Linked DNA regions of Gossypium hirsutum: regions 2 and 3 are each linked to region 1. A link is a contact called in public Hi-C data. All regions are on one chromosome and are shown on one strand. The core of a region is the stretch at or near the end of the contact, and the rest is flanking DNA. Distances in the headings are between cores, read along the strand shown. Region 1 holds the start of LOC107896748 (expansin-A4-like). Region 2 holds the start of LOC107896819 (probable serine/threonine-protein kinase PBL1). Region 3 holds the start of LOC107896752.

Region 1 (4,337 bases), core at 1,326-3,825:
TTATTCGAAGCCGGATTAAATTTTATTTTTTATTTACTGTGTAATTAATTTAAATTTTTTATGACATACAAATAAATATTTTATATTTAAAATAATAAAAGTAATCTTAGGTGTGTTTAGGTGAGAATTTTGTAGGATGAAATTCATTGGTATCAAAGTTTTCGAAATTTTAAAAATAAATTTATTTATTTGGATAAATATATTTGAAATTTTTAAAATTTTTGAGTAATTTCAAAAGAGAATTTTAATAGCTTAAATTTTTTTTCAAGTTCCATTTAAATAGATGGTTTTCAAAATTTCCCACAATTTTATTTGATTAATACACATGATCTCACTATAAGGTAAAAATTTAAAATTTAAAAGTTATTTTTATTTAATTATAATATATATTTTTTAAATTTATTTTATTAAAACTATTTATATTTTTTTTACAAATATAATGATATCCATATTCCATTTTTATATTATTTATTTTTAATATAATTATTATTTTTTTAATTATTTTAAAAATTTTAAATTTCCATTAACCTAATTTTTTTCTAAATAAATTATTCATATAAATAAAGAAATTAAAAATACTAACATTTTAAAAATCTCAAAAATTCGTTATTCGAAAATTATTGTTTTCTGAAATATATATATGAAAAATACTTTAAAATTTTATCAAATAATATTTAAAATATATAAAATAAAGTTCATTTTGTCAACATAAATTTAGAAATAAAAAATCTAAAAATTAATATGAAAAAAATTGATAACCAAACTAAACTAAATTATAATTAAAAGTTCAAAAAATTAAAAAAATCCCGATTGAACCAGTATCACCCCTAAATTAGATGAGGTCATATTTAACATATTAGAAAATGAAACTCTAGAAAAATATATAAAAGTAAATTTATTGGCGAGAGATTAGACAAAGTCAATGCACCCCTCAATGAATAGATATTATTCCCAATGAAAGTTTCGTTTTCAACTCTACCAAAAACTCAAAAGTCTCAAGAGACGCGGCCTGAATCGTGACTGGGTAGCGGGTAACAATACTACAACCCATAAATGCTTTATAGCGTATAGATCATGGGTTTAGCTTTGGATCCCATAAAGTACAAATACTGAGGTTTCTTTAGTGAATGATCATGCATGGACACATGATGTCTCTTTTTAGGCATTTGACAAACTCGTCATTTTTTCATACAATTTCTTTGGTCACTTAAATTCTCAATAAAATTAGAAAACAGCCCTCAAAAATAATATTGATACGTTGAAAGATTTATCAACTTTCGACCATCGACACTTTAAAAAAATTAGAAAGTTATAATTTTTTTTTCAAAAAAACTATAATACCTCTCTAGTTTTAGCTAATTAAATTATTATTATTTTATTATTTTATTGTTATTAAAAGTGTAACTTGCACTCAACTATTAGTAAGTTTACGTTTTGATCACTTAATTTCAGAAAGTTAAAAAATGGTCTTTGAACTATTCGAAAATTTTCATTTAAGTTACTGGAATATTTAAAAGTTTTTATTTAAGTCACCGGGCTATTAAGTTTTTTTTTAAAAATTCGATTAGCAAGTTCCAAGCTACGATTCGATAAGTGATACAATGGATTTATACTTATTGACAAATAGAATATACATTAGGTCCAAGTTGATATTACGGTCAGTGTTGAAAATCGAAAAAAAATATTTGGATTTTGATTCATAAATTTATGACTTCAAAGCTGGTTCATGAAAAAGAACTAAAGTGTAAGAGGGAAGGAAAAAAATATCTTTTGATTGGCACAAACAGTGCGAACAAAGAAGACCACACAATAACAATTTTAACAATATACTAATTTAAATGAAAAATTTTCAATAATTTAATAAGTTAACCGAGGAAAACTTACTAAGAGTTAGTTACCCCTGTTAAAATAACTTTCATGAAGTAATAGAAACTTTTAGTACGTATCATCTTATATAGAACAATTTCTATTTTCAGAAAGTCAAGAAAATTGTATTCTAGAAAATGGCGACTTCTTCACCTTCAGTCCTTCCCTGATCGGCGCTTGTGAAAAACGAAAAACCTGAGTCTGATTGGCTGACTGAAAATGAACCTACTCATCACCATTCACTATTACCAACTTCAAATGATAGGGGAATTAACTGGTAAAGTGTAACTCCACCGATGGTTGAGGTGGTTGGCTGGAGTTAAATGAGATTTTTTTAGTTTTGTTTCAAGTGGCTTCAATTGCAAGCAATTAGGAGACTGCGCTGGAATAACCCCTCGCTCAACCTTCCGCCATTGTTATGGTTTAATTAAACATTATGTTTCCATCCATCTATATTTATATCCATTAAAACAAGTCGTTGAGCAAATAATGGATACTGGATACCATCATATCTATGATTAAAATTTTGCATGTGCCCTTTTAATGTATAGCTTAAGCCTTAATTATCCTCCAAATTTGTACTCTTTCACCACTTAATTAGCTACGTACGGTACTTAGCGTTGCTTGTCATCTTCTGTACTACAAACTCTTTCTCATTTTGTATAAATAGCTATACACTTTTTCTCTCCTCAAATCAATAAGGTTAGGTCAGCCAATTGTTTGAGCTAGCTAGCTCTTACTCAAATGGCAACCAAAACGATGATGTTGCAAATATTTCCACTTTTCTTCTTTTTGTTCAGTGTCTGCAACTCCATTTTCCTTGGTGCTAATGGAGATGACAATGGTGGTTGGCAAACTGCCCATGCCACCTTCTACGGTGGTGCTGATGCTACCGGCACAATGGGTGAGTTTCAAACTTTCAAACCATTACGGCATTACCTACATAAAAATCTCTAGGCTATGTTCTTAATTTGTGATGTTCTCTATAGGGGGAGCTTGTGGTTATGGAAACCTGTACAGTCAAGGGTATGGAACGAGCACAGCAGCTTTGAGCACTGCACTTTTCAACAATGGCTTGAGCTGCGGTGCCTGCTACGAGCTCCGGTGCAACAATGATCCTCAATGGTGCATTAGTCGAACCATAACCGTGACAGCCACCAACTTTTGTCCACCTAACTATGCTTTATCTAGTGACAATGGCGGGTGGTGCAATCCCCCACGAGAACACTTTGATTTGGCCGAACCGGCATTCTTGCGGATAGCAGAATATCGAGCTGGAATCGTCCCTGTTATGTTCAGAAGGTGGTGAATAAAACTCAATTCAAATCATCACTCTTTAAGGTATGTTAAACTGTTGGGTGTTTGACCTTTTGCAGGGTGTCATGTGTGAAGAAAGGAGGCATCAGGTACACCATGAATGGACATTCGTACTTCAACATGGTGTTGATAACGAACGTGGGAGGGGCAGGGGATATAACGTCAGTGTCCATCAAGGGTTCCAGAACAGGATGGCTACCTATGTCCAGAAATTGGGGCCAAAACTGGCAGAGCAATGCTTACCTTAACGGACAAAGCCTCTCTTTTAAAGTGACTGCCAGCGATGGCAGGACTATCACAGCCTACAATGTAGTGCCTGCTGGTTGGCAATTCGGACAAACTTTTGAAGGAGGCCAGTTTTAAGACAATATTATAGTGTCTGTCTAATATAAAACTGGAATTGACATATTACTTATATAAGGCACATGAGCGTTTTATGCCGAGGTAGCAAAATGGCGCCCGCTGGCTTTATGTGTGAAATAGGCGAGCAAGTGCCATTAGCCTATAATCTATACATTTCTTATAGTGAACCAAACTATTAAGTTTGAACTCTAGAGGATATATCCATAATGTCTGAAATTTGTTTGTTGATGATTGACCATGATATTTATGGTTTTCATTATTGAAATACCTTTTTTTATAATTTATAAATAATGGGTCATTTATTTTTGCAAGTATTTTCGACATATTTTATGATTTATCAACTAATGTCATTAATCAAAATTATGATGCAATATTGAATCAGGAGTGTATAAATGAATTATTGAGACATCATATAAGATATAAAAGATGTATCATCTTTTTTAAGTTGAGCACTCATATAGTAAGATTAAGCCCCTAATATAAGTTACTATTTCAGTGGTGCATATGTTGAATGGTAGCTTTGTTGAGGCAAATAATTTTGCCCAAGGTGCTATGTAGCAGAGAGCGGGAGTTGCACATTTGTCATACTTCTAGGGAGCCAAACCATGCAATGGATTTCATGGCCAAGATAGTCTTTGGGGTCGGGACTCCCAAAATTTTAATTAGTCCCTCATTCGAGTTTTTCTAAATTTTCAAATATTTTAATTGGACTCCTCTAACTTTTCCTTTTTACTTCTCATTAAGCCTTCAAAAGTTTTTAAATTTTAATTAGATTTACTTAAAATTTTGAA
Region 2 (4,337 bases), core at 657-3,156, 740 kb before region 1:
CTTGATGTGTCATCTCCGAAGGATGCCTTGTACATAACAGAAGATAGACCCTCAGATGTGCATCGATCGGAAGAGAAATGATGGCAAGCAGCTGCAATTTCTTCATAGGCGAAGTTACGTAGTGTTCCAGAGGGAGGCAGGGGTAATGGTCCCGAAGCAAAAAGAGGGCCACTAACATTCCCTGCTTTAAAACTTCCCATTGTCTTCAGCGCAGTACTGTGGGGAGATGGAAGTGGAAGAGGCTGTGGACTTGATGACTTCTGTTCCTTGACTAAACCAACACGACTCTTCGACTCTTCTTGTTCTTCAAATTCAACTGACACAAGCTCATCTTGCTCGGCAGCATCAAGACTTGACGGAGCAGATAATGCACGTGTCCTATTGCAGCTTGCCTTGTTATTAGATTGAATTGGTTTTACTCTGGTTATAAAACTTGGGGGTGCAGATTGCAGTGATCGGGTCTGAATTTGGGGCTCAGGCAGCATGGTAGGAATATGCTCTTTATGAGCAATGTGTTTTACAAAAACTGACTGCTTGGACTTTTTCTTGTTGGTTCTCAAAACTGTAAAACACCCCATCTTATATACAAACAACCTAAATCGTATTTCGGACTTTTATGTTTCTGCAAGAGGACAAAGAAGAAAGCACACAAATCAACAGAAGCTTTGAATCGGCTAGAACATAAATAATGCAAAAATCTACTCATCGCAGAATAGGAACAAGGTGCAAAAAGGACAAAAGAGGACCGGGGTATCATTTTTGTCTTGTAATATCAGATAAACAATCCATACCACCAACAATATTAATTATCTCAAATACTCATTGCCTAAACTACAATATTCCAGCCATTGGACGTCTCATTATGATGAAACGAAGGACTGCATATATTGAATAAAAGTTGCATAAAGTGGTTAAGATAAAATCATATGTAAGAAAACATGTTCAAACAGATATCTACACAAAGATCGCATTGTAATTTACATCAATTCCCTTCCCCCCCCCCCAACAAAAACCCCTTCCCTTATCTTCAATTTAGTAATCGCAAAGATTATATGGCAGATGAATAAAAGCCCACCTAGCAAAACCTAGCTCAAACAAAAGTGTCCGGTGCCCAAAGTTCAAATCTTTTATAAACAATTACAACAAACGTCAACATGGGTCAAGAGATCAAATTCCATAAACTCTAAAATAATTCAGTGAATATGCTGACGAGCCGGTTATAACTTTCAAGTGCATATTTAGTAATAAATTATCACCATGGATGCATAAAAAGAGAGGGAAAAAAAAAGAAACACCAAACACATGCACAATGCAAACTAGAGATTTGCAGGGGAAGTTCATTTTCTTTTAACAAAAAGAAAAAGGTCATTTGTTCAGCAAACCATTTCATGGTCCAAATCAGCATAGACACAATTATGCAAACATAATTTAAAAAAAAAAAAGAAGAAAATTCGTCAACCAGCATCTGGGTTTACAAAATTCAACCACAGATCCAAAATAATCCAAAACCGAAAATAGGAAAAAAAAACCATAAATTGCACATCCACTAATCCACTATTAAGAATATTCTTATCTGCATGACTAATATAAAAGAATTGAAATAATTCTAGCGAAAACACAACTTTCAAACAAAACACACCCAGAAATCATTAACGAAATTTCAATGGTTTTCAGCAGAAAAAAAATTAAAAAAGGGTGAGAATCAAACCTATGAAAGCAGGTCATGCAAAGGTGAAAGAGAGTAGGAAAACAGAGAAAGCTGAAAACCCAGAATCCCTTTTTTGGTTAGTTTGAGGAGAACAACTTTGCAAGTCAAAGAAAGGTAATGGAGAGAAAAGTTGTTCACTGTGATAGAGGTTTTGAGAGGAAAAAAAAAAGTAGGCAAAAGATGAGTAGAATATTATTATTATTATAGGAAGAAGAAATTCTTTTTTTTTTTTAAATTGAATAGAGAGAAAAAGACAGCAGCAATGGTCAAACCAACCAAAACCCGGATGTTAATTAACAGTTAATATTTTATTTTAAAATTTCTTTCAACAAGAAATACACGCCTTCTCAATTTTTGTACTTTGACACTTTTATCCTTCTCTTTACCACAAAATTTCCAAGCATATTTGTTGTGGGATTCTCATTCGTTTGACCATTGAAAAAAGAAGTGTTTTGAGAATGAAAGCGAAAGTAAATAAGCTTATGTTAGTTAGGTAAGGGAGGGAAACTGTAGAAAGAACGGTGGGTAAAAGGGTAAAATGAAGAGTGCAGCAGCTAGATTTTCAACGAAGGAGCCCATCGATTGATGTGACTGGACAGTCAGTTTTGAAAATTAGTTCCTTTTTATATTGATAAAAAAAAGGGGGTGTGGTCAAAGTTACCTTTCAAGATAGGCATTTAACTATCAACTGTGACCGTCCGATTCATTGTGGGTTTCAAAGATCTTTTCTTTTGAATACAAATAAAGGCTATGTGGGACCCTACCACTTTGTCCTTTGCTTTGCCTAACCTGGTGACTGCACACGCGCCCCAAAACAAAATCCTGCTGGGTCGAACCTGGGCCCACTTTCACTGCTAATCTTGGATTTTTTTAACATTAGCCCAATTTGGCTTCCGGTTGGATCCGTGCCTCATCCTCTTCTCCCAAGCTATAAATTTCACAATTATTATTTAAAAAACTATTTATTAGTAAGTTTGTGTTTTAGTCATTTAACTTTAAAAAGTTACAGAATGGTCATTGAATTATTCAAAGTTCTCATTTAAGTTTGTTTGGACTGTCTGCACCAATTGAAAGCTCTTTTTCTTCTCTTTTTTTTTTACAATTTAGTTTTTTTATGAAACAACTTTAAATGGCACGAATATACAAATCAAAATCCAAACAGCTTTCTTCTCCGATTTTTGACATTGATTGTCAGATCAACTTGCACTTGTCAATGAGTACTAACTAATCTATCATACTAATTGTCAAATCTTCACTTAAAGTTCACTAGTCAGATTTAAAAAAAAAACCTTAACAACTCAATGACTTAAATAAAAACTTTTGGATAGCTCACTGGCCATTTTGTAACTTTTTAAAGTTTGTGACCAAAAACGTAAAGTAACTAATAGTTTTGCGATCTTGGGTGCAGTTTATCCTAGGTTAAATTCTCAAATTGTGGGTCAAACTTTTGCTCCAATAAGAACCGAACCTTTTCAAATGTGCTTGAATGAGGGTAAACTTTTAAAAATGGTCAAATAAATACCAAACCTTTTCAAAAGTGTTCAAATAAAGGCTTTAAAACAGTTTATATTTTTTCATATTTTGTATTTGCTTTTATTTTATTTTTGAGTAATATATAATTCAGTTGTCATGTGTTCCATTCTAAACACATCAGCATCCATCTAATTTTTCCCACAAACTAAGGTTTAGTGCGTAAAAAACCTTTATTTGAGTATTTTCATAGAGATTTAGCCTTTATATGACCATTTTAAAATATTTGACCTTTATACGAGTAACCCCTAAAAAGTTATGCCTTAATTTGAGCATTTAGCAAAAAAATAATAATAATAGTGTATATAATTATATTTATTTTAAAATTTGTTTTATATGTATATAATATACACAACACCACATTTGCCCAACAATACTCAAATTAGATTGTGAGTGTGGAATGAATATATGTTTGATATGAGATACATTTAAAATCTTCTTAAAATTTGAAAATTTATTAGAAGATTACATTTTCATACCAATGTCCAAAGAAGGCATAAATATCATATATGGTAGTTGAAACACCAAAAAGATCAGAACCTAATTGTCATTCAGTACCTATGGCAACATAGAGTGTGATGCATATGCGGTTGGGTCACAGAGAGAAACAATGCTGCAACTCTCTCCTGTGGTTTCAATGGTTTGGCAGTTCGCTTGATTTTGTTGAAATGAGATTGTGATGGCGTTTGCATGTGTTTGGTGTGCGGGGAGAATGCCAAGGAATTTCATCTGTATTTTTAAAATGTCTAATATGGCACTTAAACTATCAATATATATTTTATTATGGTACATGTACTTTAAAAATATTCTATATGGAACCAGAACTATAAATATGTGTTTTACTATGATATTTAGTGCTAAAATTATTAGTAAATTGTCAAATCAATCAATGAAAATTGGACACGTAAATTTTTTTTCCAAACCATAAGTCCATTTGAGTAATATAAGATTACACAACAAACTAAATAAAACATAAAAATCAAATAATTAAACATATGGTTAATAAAAAGAAGTAAATATTAAACTTACCTAAGGAAAAAACATCATCTTCTCCATTTAAGTTATGTGTCATATTTATAGTTTATGTGCTATATTGGAC
Region 3 (4,337 bases), core at 1,139-3,638, 560 kb after region 1:
TTGTAATTTTTTAAAATTGAATGGCCTAACAAAAAAATTACTGATAGTCGAGTGACTTCATGTAGTTTACCCTATCTATATAACTCTATATAAAGGACCTTCCTTTATTGTCACGTGGGCAAACTTGCCCATTTTTTACATTTTAAAAAAGTGGTTGAACATTAGTACTTTTACATACTTAAAATTAAGATTTAATCTTTATGTTTTCATTTTAATATAATATAATTTTTATTTTTTTATAATGTTATTAATTAATTCAAATAGTTAGTATCCTTGACTTTTCAATTTAAAAATTATGGGGTTATATATAATTTGAATGACCTATGAGTCTTAGAGATCGATATGTCACATATCTTTTAAGTTTGCGTTGTTGTTTTTTTGACATTATAAGACAATGGTCAAATTTCAATTTTGACTCTTAAACTATATTGAATATTGAGCTTAAATCTATTATTTTAAAATTTTAACATAACGTGGTCTCTCTACTTATATAATGTCATTAGTTAGTCTAAATAGTTAGTATTGTTAACTATTTTAATCAAAATGTTGACGTCAAATTTTCTTAAGAACACTATTTCAATATAAAAAAGTTTTTATCATGAAGAGTTCAAATAGGTGTTTTTAAGAAAAAAATCTTAATAAGTATTTTAACGTTATTTTTATTATTACATGATTACCAATTGATTTTTTTTAAAAATTTTAAAATGTCACACTAAAAATTTTAATAGAAGAAATTTAAGGGTGGTAATAATTTTAAATCCGATAAATGTAAGGATTAAATTCCTAAAATTAAATATAAATAAACTAAATTTTAAATGTACGAAATATATATATACTTAAAGCATATTTTAATATTCAACTTTTTACTTTATAATCAGATACAAGCAAATAATCGATCTAACACGAAATAAGCGGAGGACCATACTAATCAATAATAAAAATAAGGGTATTCATAATCACCTTCATTTCTAAAAACCAATTAGCTTTATTCATAATACTTTTCATTTATTTGACCAAAAGAAATTTATGAAAGAGAAAGCTCTACCTTTTCGTATTTCTTTTTGAATTTTGACTAATTAAATTATAAATTAAAAAGATTAATTGCACCAAACTTCTTTACACTATGGACTTTATTTTAAATTAGTCTTAAACTTTAAATAATTCTCATTACATCTGTAAATTACATATGTTATATCAATCTAGTCCTTTTGGTATTAAAATCATTAATTTAATGTCAAATGATACCTCAAATCTTATACGGTATAAACAAAAATGAAAATTTTAAGAAGAAAAAATCATATTATTAAAATGGATGTTGAAAAATCTTAATTTTTTAATGTTTTCAAAGCTTTTTCGTATGTTTAATCGTCCAATCTCTTCTTTTTTAGATTTATTTTATTTTTAGTTTTTAATTTTATTTTTAATTTTTACTTTTAAAAGTAATATTGCAACATCTTTTTTTTGAAAAAGTTTTTATTTCAAATTTAGCTACATAAGATTTGACGTTTCATTTAATGTTTTTAATAATGAAAAGACTTGGTTGATATAACTTTTAAGTTTGAGATGTAATTAGAATATTTTGAAGTTTGTGAACCGATTTAAAATGATAGTCATAGTTTAGGGGTGCTTAGTGCAACTAACTCATAAAAGATTATAGGGGAGAGATTGAAAACTGTTAAAGATCTAACCGTTAAATTTATTGATATAATTGTGCTTATACTATATGCAAAAAATTGAATCGATTTGATATCTTTATCATATCGATATTAAAAAGTATATATATTAATATTTATTGAATGATTAAAAATTTTTTAATATAAAAATAATTAAAAAAATTTAATTTCCATCAAATATAACATACATGATCTATATAATTGTAATATGAGGATGGAACCATTAAAATATTAATCATACAAACAAAAACCAATTAAGAATTTCTTTGTAATTGTTTGACATGTAAATTTTGAAAATCTATTTCGCAAATTATTAGTGAAGTTTTTAGTATAAATAAGGTTTGACAAGTACCCTATTAAAATATAATAAAATATTAAAATAAAAATATTTTAAAAAATACTTATTAATTTTTTAAAATTGCTTAGGAAATAGACTTACTTTTAATTTTTATTACTGGAAAGGAATTCTTGCTTTACCTTTTTCTGGTTTATAAATCCATTCAACAATTTGTTGTCCTTTTTTATTTTAAATAGCCATATTAGTTTATTTTTAAAATTCGGAAAGAACACAGATTACAAGTCCCAACTAACAAAATGGGGGTCCAGGTAAGGCCTTTTTAATGAACGACGTGGCGAAATCTAGTGCATTTGGATCCAGGGTTTGAAGTCAAAGAGTTACAGGTGGCGATAGGACAAAAGAGAAGAAGAGAAAGCAAAGCGAAAGGAAGATGATCAAGTGGAGTGGACCTCCACTTCCACTGGACACCCAAATGACTTAGTCTACTCCTCCTTTTTTAATACCCCTCTCAACCGAACCCTCCTTTCTCCTTTCTTTCTTATTGTACGACTCCATGGCTGTACCTGTAATGCGCTCTATGAGCAAGCTTAGCATCAAGGCCCCACCTCCATCACCCATCCCAACCGCCACCGGCTCACGATCCGCTGCCAACGAGATCTTAACCGACTTTCTCGAGAAGTCGTTACAGATCCCCGACCTAACGCTACCCGAGTGCCAGACACTCCGCCACCACGGCCTACCCGATAAGGTCGATTTCCAATCCCTTGGTTTAAGGGAGGTGGGGTCGGTCGAGCGGTTTATGCGATCTGCACGGAAGTATGGAGTGGTGGCGATAGGGCTGCATGGGATCGATGCGGGGGAGGAGGTAAGGGCGACGGTGAAAGAGGCGGCGAGAGTGTTCGGGGTGTTGGAAGAGAGAGATACGGGATACAGGAGGAATTCGGCGGGAAAGAGGGAGGAGATTGTGTGGATTGATTGCAAAGACGAGAGGATGGAGTGGGCTCGCCAATATATCGGCGTTCACTTGTATCACAGCTTCAGGTATTCTAACCGTCCCTCCCGCCACCTTCCACAGAAACATGAGTAAATTTCTTTAAATTCCTTGGGCTTTTTGGGCCCTATTCACCACCTAATTTTGATTTTTGTGTACCTATTTTTATACTCTTTTAGCTTGGGCCAGAGGTTAAAATTAAAATTTACGTAAAATAATAATTTTGTTAACCCTCCAGTTTAACAATATACTGGATCACTTGTGTATATATATAATTGAGATATATTTCAAAATTATAGCTTACTGTGTAATGTGCATGCACGTTTATACATGATTAGTATGCATATTAAACACTTACGTGAATTGAAATACAATTATGACTAAATGTTTTTATTTTGTAAATTAAAATTTTATTTTAAAACAAGATGAAGCATTATTATAAAAAATTTAGCCTTCGAAAACATTGATACCTTTTTTTAAAAAAAAAGAAGCCAGATAAATCTATAAGTGTTTATGTTAGGTAAATATAAATAGTTGTGTCTGTTATAAACATATAAAATGATGACATGTAGATGTAGTAGGTAAATGAAATTTGAATTGCATGTATAAAATCCAAGTTTTGGTGTAAATTTTAGATTTATCTGTATCTAATTTAAACTAATTTGATATGCTTATTATCTATATATATTGATTAAGTGTTTTTTTCTTTGGTTTATAAAACATCAAAATAAGCCATAATAGGGGAAAATGTCACAATTATGAGAGTTGATCTTCTATGGAATAATTCATTAATTTTATGTAAAAAAATTTACATGCAGTACAAAAAAAACCTAAGGGATAGGGAGGGTGTTTCATAAGGAAAGAACCCTAGATAGCCTGCTAACACTTGAATCCTCACATACAACACTAGACCAGTAGCTTGTTGGCCATTATGAAAATTGATATTCCATGGAATAATTCATTTACTTTATATAAATTTTACTTCGAAACCTTACATGCATGAGAACATGACTAAATTATTTGATTTAGAAGTGGAATTGTTAAATATTGATAGAGATAAAAATGTGTGAAAATAGATATACATTATAGCAATGTAAGTTGATATAGTATTACTGTATGTATGTAAATATGGTGAAAAGTGGGTTGTTTGGTTTGAAATAGTGAAAAAGTAGAGAAAGTAGCAAGTAAACTGGAGGATGTAGCGGAAGAATTGGGGAAGATATTGGTAGAAAATGCAAGGCAGGCAGGCAGGAAGGGATTTCGAAGAGGAGAGTCAGTTGTGAGCATATACAAATACAATAATAATAGTAATGAGGATAAGTTGGCTGACCAAGATCCAAACGTAAACGAAGAAGAAAACGGCCATTGTTGTGAT

The links. Hi-C and Micro-C count contacts between places; a contact is called where the count stands out from the background.
Region 2: a contact with region 1 is called in a Hi-C map of leaf, with 2.3 times the contacts expected there. The contact joins the promoter of LOC107896819 here to the promoter of LOC107896748 in region 1. A contact is called at or near these places in 7 of 34 Hi-C or Micro-C datasets (anther, callus, leaf and 1 more).
Region 3: a contact with region 1 is called in a Hi-C map of leaf, with 2.0 times the contacts expected there. The contact joins the promoter of LOC107896752 here to the promoter of LOC107896748 in region 1. A contact is called at or near these places in 2 of 34 Hi-C or Micro-C datasets (anther and leaf).

The regions. Positions count from the first base shown.
Region 1 is chrA10:86,863,188-86,867,524 of Gossypium_hirsutum_v2.1, reverse strand. LOC107896748 (expansin-A4-like) reads left to right here and starts at 2,575. Exons shown (of 3, transcript NM_001326844.1): 1 at 2,575-2,770; 2 at 2,856-3,168; 3 at 3,243-3,857. The coding sequence starts at 2,611. The coding sequence ends at 3,546.
Region 2 is chrA10:87,603,589-87,607,925 of Gossypium_hirsutum_v2.1, reverse strand. LOC107896819 (probable serine/threonine-protein kinase PBL1) reads right to left here and starts at 1,906. Exons shown (of 5, transcript XM_016822100.2): 1 at 1,709-1,906; 2 at 1-622. The coding sequence starts at 578.
Region 3 is chrA10:86,302,496-86,306,832 of Gossypium_hirsutum_v2.1, reverse strand. LOC107896752 reads left to right here and starts at 2,388. Exons shown (of 4, transcript XM_016822017.2): 1 at 2,388-3,012; 2 at 4,124-4,337. The coding sequence starts at 2,525.